Regions from separate parts of the Anser cygnoides genome. Here region 2 is linked to region 1. The links are chromatin contacts, called in public Hi-C maps. All regions are on one chromosome and are shown on one strand. The core of a region is the stretch at or near the end of the contact, and the rest is flanking DNA. Distances in the headings are between cores, read along the strand shown.

Region 1 (3,106 bases), core at 275-2,774:
TATGGAAGTCACAACAGAGTTGCAAAACCAAATACTTATGGCAGGAGCTATGATTTCAGTGAAATGTGTTTGCAATGTACATTGTGTCCTTTGAATGGAAATCGCAATATAAGGGCAAAAGCAAACACCTTGTTTTGGAGCAAACAGTTTTAGATATCATCAGAGTCCCATAATACATGTCAGATTTTAGTTGTGCCTTTAGCCCAGTGTTGACAAGGTTCTGCCTAGTTTGTGCCTTTATTCTGTACAGCTAACAGTTAGCAACTACAAAAGCCAAAAATATTTTTCTTGCCCTCCCCTGGGACTTAATTTTCTGCATGGTCTTTCTGTCACCATTTCAGGAACCGATTCCTGTGCAAATGGCTTCTGCTTTGTCATTCTTCTGTCTGTCTGTCTTTCCTTCTGCTGCATCTTCAGCTGAGCACTTCAGTGTATGTTACCACAATTCGTTCCTGTTGTAAGGGCCTGGGATAACGCCAGATTTTGTAAAATGGCCTTGTAAGTATTGCAACAGGAAAGAAGCTGTACAAAAACAAACGGATTCTGCCCTGGTCAATCAGGTTTGTCCCTCACTGGGTTTATAAGGATGATTTTTGAGGTTGCAGTATAAATGGACACAATTAAGTTTCAATTTTTGAAAGCTTAATGCATTGGAGTAGGTCTTTACCTCCGTTGTATTTTCAATATGATTAAGGAAGTGGATACCTTGCTTATTTAAAACTAGTCCCATGACATACTCTTTGAAATTAATAGCACCGTCTGCTGATTTTAAAACGCCTTGCCCCCCAAAAAACTAATGCTACAGTAGGAGTGGACTTCGTACTAGTGTGAAGGAAACAGTGAGGTGTTTGTGATAGGTACCTGCAGCTGTAGGCACACATGTGTGATGTTTGCAAGGCCTATGTGCCCTATATTCTGCACTGGTATTCGGAGGCATTGGGTGGCCAGCACCACATAGGTATGGGTCAATCCTGGACACGTGGCCTGGGGACAGTGCGTAATGTGGTGCTGCTGTCGATGTAGCAGCATGTACGTGTGATATATCGATTACAACAGCAAGCTCAGAGCGTGAATCATTTTGTTAGGGCTGAGGTATCTCATATTCCTCCCCACACGCACTGTCCTTGTTTGCTGTGTCAGCTGCTTCTGTCGTGCCAGCGGGGTTATCGGGTGCTTCTTTACCTTTTCTGTTTCATGACGCCCATGCATTTATTTGGTTATAGCTCCAGACCCTGTGGCTGCTGTAGGTGCTTTGGTTTACACGTGCTCTCCAGCTGTGCTGCTCCGAAGGCAAGGCCTGAAGGCCTGCTCCTGCGAGGGGGGCGCAGGGGGATTGCTTTCTGAGCAAGTTCTCCTGTCAATTTTGATTTGCAACAACTGTTTACGGCTTGCTTGTGTTGCAGAGATATCTATTCTTTTGAAGTTCAAGTACTGGTACTGGAGTCTTTCCATAACTTATTAACTAGATATTGACTTAATTATCAAGGTACCTTGAGTGTAGACATTTTTTTAATCACGGCTTGGGTTCAATGAAACACAGTGTTTACAACAGAAGTTCCCACAAGTGAGCCAGATGAAAGACACAGATAAAGAGTGTATTTCAAGAAGGTCTTTGGCTAGGATTTGAACTCATATCCTCTACAGAATAAATGCTTTTTTATTTATTTTACATTTTAAACAACAACAACAACAACAACAAAAGAAGGCTTTATAAAGGCAGCTAAAAGGCATGGTTTATCGAACCATAGAGATAATGCTCAGTAAAAGACAATAGCAGAAGAGGAAGCAAGTGTAAAAGGAATTACAGCATCAGGTTGCTGTTCGGCCTAATTAAAGTTTTGAGTGTCACTTGTGTAGGCAGGCCACTCTTAACATTTCAGAAAATTTAAGAATGCAGCTCTTGAATCGCTGAAACAGAACTGGAAGTGGTGTGGGGAAGTTTTCAGCTGAAAGCTGTAGGTGGAAAGCACTAAAATGTTCATCTCCAGCAGCAAAGCCTTGCTCAGTGGGCTCCTGTACAAGCACTGTAGCTGGCTGCCGATATTTGTTCAGAAGGCAAGGAGGAAAGAGGCAAGAAAAGCCTCACCAAGGGGCCAAACCTTCAGTGTCATATGTAGCACTAACATTACGTATGCAGGCTGGGAGTGATAGGAGTTTGTGTGTGCGTATGCGACGGAATATGGCAGGAAAACAGATCCTGCTTTATTGCTAACCAGTTTTATTTTTTTTCAGGCAATGCTTCTTTCATGTTAATTAAACCAAAAGCTCATCAAGGGAAGAGACCATGATTCATCTGGTGTGTATACGACTTGAGGCTGTGAGTCTCAGTCTAGACTTGGGTATGGAGGAAGGATATATGTCTTGGTGCGTATGTTATTTTTATTTTACAGCTAGCAAAGTTCAATAATTCATTTACCTGTCAGCCTGATTTTTCCTTCAATGAACACTGATGTGCCTTTTCTTCCCTATTTTTGTTCTTTTGGGTGTAGTGTTTTCTGTCTAGATTGTCTCCTGGGACACGTTTCTGTCTCTGCTTATCTTTTCATTTACAGTATTGTCTTCTGTTTTTCCCATTCACTTTTCTCCTCTGTTTATTTCTGATGTGGAACTTCCTCCGTGGCTTTTCTCCACCATTGTCACCTCTGTTCTCATTGTTTTTCTCTTTTTGTTTACCCTTTTGCTTTGTCTTTATCTTTTTCCATTCCTCCTCTCTCAACGCTATCGTCTCTCTGTCTGTCTGCCTGCTATACATCTGCTGTCACTTATTATCTTCCCATATGTTGTTTCTGGACTAAATCCAAGAAAGTTGCTCTGGTGCCACAGCAGTGAGAGCTGCAAGGCTTGACTTCTGTGTGCCTCCTGCAGGACAGCGAGCTGGTCCTTCATTAAGCCCAGGTGGGACATTGGCTGCACAGGAAAGGCCCAGGACGTCCCATGCTCTGAGCTGCCAACACAAGCTGGCAGGGACAGACTGAAACGGTAGGGTCTGGGATCTCAGACACAGCAGTGGGTTAGCTGCTTAACCCAGAGCTTACCCCAAATGATTATCTTTTTTCCTATTGGTGATATCTTTTGTAAGCAAGGCAGAGCACACTGCTTTTAATTG
Region 2 (3,106 bases), core at 262-2,761, 440 kb before region 1:
TCATCTGGGGGCTGCAGGGCATGGTCTCACTTCTCACTCTCCCTGCTGCTGCTGACCAGCAGTTTTTGTTTCCTTTCTTAAATCTACTCTCACAGAGGCACAAAAAACATCAGTTACTGGCTCAGCTCTGGCCAGCGGTGGGTTCCTTTGGAGCCTGCTGAAACTGGCCGTTATCTAACATGGGGCAGCTGCTGGGCTCTTCCCACAGAGGCCAGCCCCCATTGCCAAAACCTTGCCACATAAAACTACAGTCCTTCACTGTCTAGAGGATTAGATAGAGAAGACAGAGACAGGCTCCCCTCAGAGGTACACATCAAAAGAACAAGAGACAACTACAGACTGCAACAGGTGAAGCTGCAAGTGGATCTACAGGAAAACTCTCACATTTATGTACAGGAAGAGCCGCAATGGCAAACTGAACAACCTCCACTGCTAGAAACATTCAAAACCCAGCCGGAAAGAACCTCGGCAACCTCCTGTAGCTTTGAGATGGATCATACTCTGAGCAGAAAGCTGGACTAGATGGCACACAGAAGCCCTTTCCCATCTGGTTACTGTGTAATTCTACATGCTTTCGGGAAGAAACCTATTATATGTTCATCTGCAACAGAGAAAAAATGCATGCAGCGCCACATAACGTAAGGTGCTTGAAGGTAACTGATGTACGAACGGAACATTGCTTTTCAGGGGTATTTATTTTCCAAATCCTGCAGCTAGCCGCTTTTACTTCCCTTTTACTGAAAAAAAGGGCTATCTAACTTCAATCAAATCCAGCGATTAAATGCACAGCTGCGATTTAGGCTTCAAGCACAGCTGAGGCTGTACCACAGAAATTCCCAAAGTGGACAAGGATGCATGCTGCACAAGGTGAACCTGGCACAGCATAAGTGCCTCCAGGAGCAAGGAGCCTTGGAGGACAGCAGACAGGCTCTGGATTAGCACAGCTTTGAGCAGCCCCAATGGCCCTTGGTTGGCTGCACAGGGAAAGCAGGCATATTTGTAAGCCTGAAAGTGGATTATCACTGAACTCCTGTGCAAAAAGGACCCTCTTGTCTGCTCAGGTGCTTAATAACCGCACAAAGAGCGCTTCTTCAGGGGACACGGCATCGCCCCAACCCCACCATTTTGGTGCCACCCTCCCACTACCGCCGCCCGAGGCGCGAGGCGCCCTGGAGACGAGTGCAGCGGGCGCCCTGGAGACAACCCGCAGCCTCACCACGGAGGTGAGCGAGGCTTCAGCGCCCCGTTTTCCCCACGGGTGACAACCACAGCCCCGCACCGGCCGCCCCTCGCCGCACGCAGCCCCCCGCCGCCCGGCCGCGACCACCCCCCTCCTCCGCCCGCCACCCCCCGCCCTGCCGCCCCCACCTCACGGACAAGCTCATGCTGCTGCCGCCGCCGCCGCGCCGCGCCGCCTGACTGGCTGCCGGCCGCCGCTCGGCCCGCCCCCCTCGGCTCGCTGATGGGCCGTCGGGCTGTCACTCAGCAGCGAGGGGGCGGGCCCGGCGTGTGGGGGGGAGGTGTTATGGCCCAGGTTGGGGGCCGCCATCTTGTGCGCCTGCGCTTAGGGTGTGTGTTTGTGGGCGCAGCGTGCGTGGGGAGATGTTTTGTTTAGCCTTTACGGCTTCCTAAGCTTAGAATCGTCTCGATTTGGCCTCCTAAAAATATATTAATCCATATATATAAAGTCTGGTTTGACACTTAACTCCAAGCATAACAGCCAATCCAGGCTGTACAGCCTGATAGCAGCATGACGAGTTGTAACGCTAAGATTTCAGAGGCAACCCGCATCACAAGGTTCATAACCTTAATATGTAGCTCCAGTGCCACGAGTATTGAGCACTGCAAACCAGTCAATGCGACGTGACATATTCCGTGGCTGGGGGAAATACTCAGGTCACTGATAGCACTGACATGAAGAAGTGTCGCTTCAGCATACCATCAGCTGGCTTCACTGTGTGTCCCTGCTGCCTTGTCATTTGGGATGCCTGTTAGTGGACAGGGCTCTTACACAGCCAGTGCTAACAGTACAGTCCAATGTAGTTCACTGGACCACACGGATGTTCAAATCTCTGCTGTCATGAGTGAAGCCCTACCTAGATTCACTGAAGGGGCTCAGGCGTTGAAGTCCTGTTCTTAGTGTTCATCACTGACTGACAGCACATTACATAGGTGTTTCACATCTGTAGACACACAGATTTCCAGCAATAGATCAGGCAATGCTAGTTAAATCTCCACACTGAACAACTTTGCTGCTCACTAGTTACAGATTTGTGAAGATGCAGCAGGTTGATCCTAGGTGCTCTACTGGACCTGAAGAGCTGGAATCAGTAGGTATGCTCAAGACATTTATCCTGAACAAAGTCAGGCAGAGTCAAGGGTTATTTGACTGGCTCTTCATATTTTTTCTGCCCCACAGATCAAGTAAGGAGAGGCACTGTGAGGAGTTTGTAATTGTTCTCTGTGAACAGATGGCACCTTTGTAATTAAAAGCATAAATTATTGTCAGGTTTAACTCTCAACCTGCACTGTAGCAAGACTTTTTATTAGAGAATTATTAATTTCAGTCCTTGTCATTTGGGTAGATCTCCAATTAGATGCATTCCTCTGAACAATTACCTGTTTGCCTTCAGATGTGGTTTTCCCCACCGTTTGGAGCAGGGAGCTGAATACAGATCCTGAATGTGGGTCACAGACCTCCGTGCTGGCCGCTCCGCAGTCAGGGCTCATCACGTGGAAGCAGTTGGTGCTCCGTAGTAAACAAGCGTACCTGCAAACAATTTTTGCACTTTATAGAACATAGACACGTGTCCAGAGAGAAAAGGGATGCACTAAGTGCAGAAAACACACTCTCAGAGCATGGAGGAGGTGGTGCTATAAAACCCACAGGAATAAGCACATCGCCATGTGCTCTTGCTTATAAATTTGATGATTGTAAGCTAGTCCCATTTACAAGTGTAGGAAGGGAGAGTGTCTTACCATTTACAACCCTGGAAACCAAACTTGCACTGTTTATAAATATAGCAAAGCCAGCTGCTGTGTTCATGTTGCACATGAAAAGGGGATGCCAGGAGTTCAAAACCAAAAAGACAGGCTAGAATTATAA

The links. Hi-C and Micro-C count contacts between places; a contact is called where the count stands out from the background.
Region 2: a Hi-C map of liver shows a contact between it and region 1, with 2.4 times the contacts expected there. The contact joins the promoter of CETN3 here to the enhancer-like site in region 1. A contact is called at or near these places in 2 of 7 Hi-C or Micro-C datasets (granulosa cells and liver).

What each region holds. Positions count from the first base shown.
Region 1 is chrZ:3,398,394-3,401,499 of Taihu_goose_T2T_genome, reverse strand. No RefSeq gene overlaps it. Among named protein-coding and RNA genes, the nearest start is that of ARRDC3, 17 kb to the left of the region's middle. Within about 2 kb of position 1,524, at least 1 of the 3 cell types and tissues checked has open chromatin away from gene starts, as enhancers often do. A contact at or near this core is called in liver, where this site is marked.
Region 2 is chrZ:3,839,208-3,842,313 of Taihu_goose_T2T_genome, reverse strand. It overlaps CETN3 (centrin 3), which reads right to left and starts at 1,511. Exons shown (of 5, transcript XM_066988549.1): 1 at 1,369-1,511. The coding sequence starts at 1,385. It overlaps LOC125180598 (a long non-coding RNA gene), which reads left to right and starts at 2,128. Exons shown (of 3, transcript XR_007159299.2): 1 at 2,128-2,334.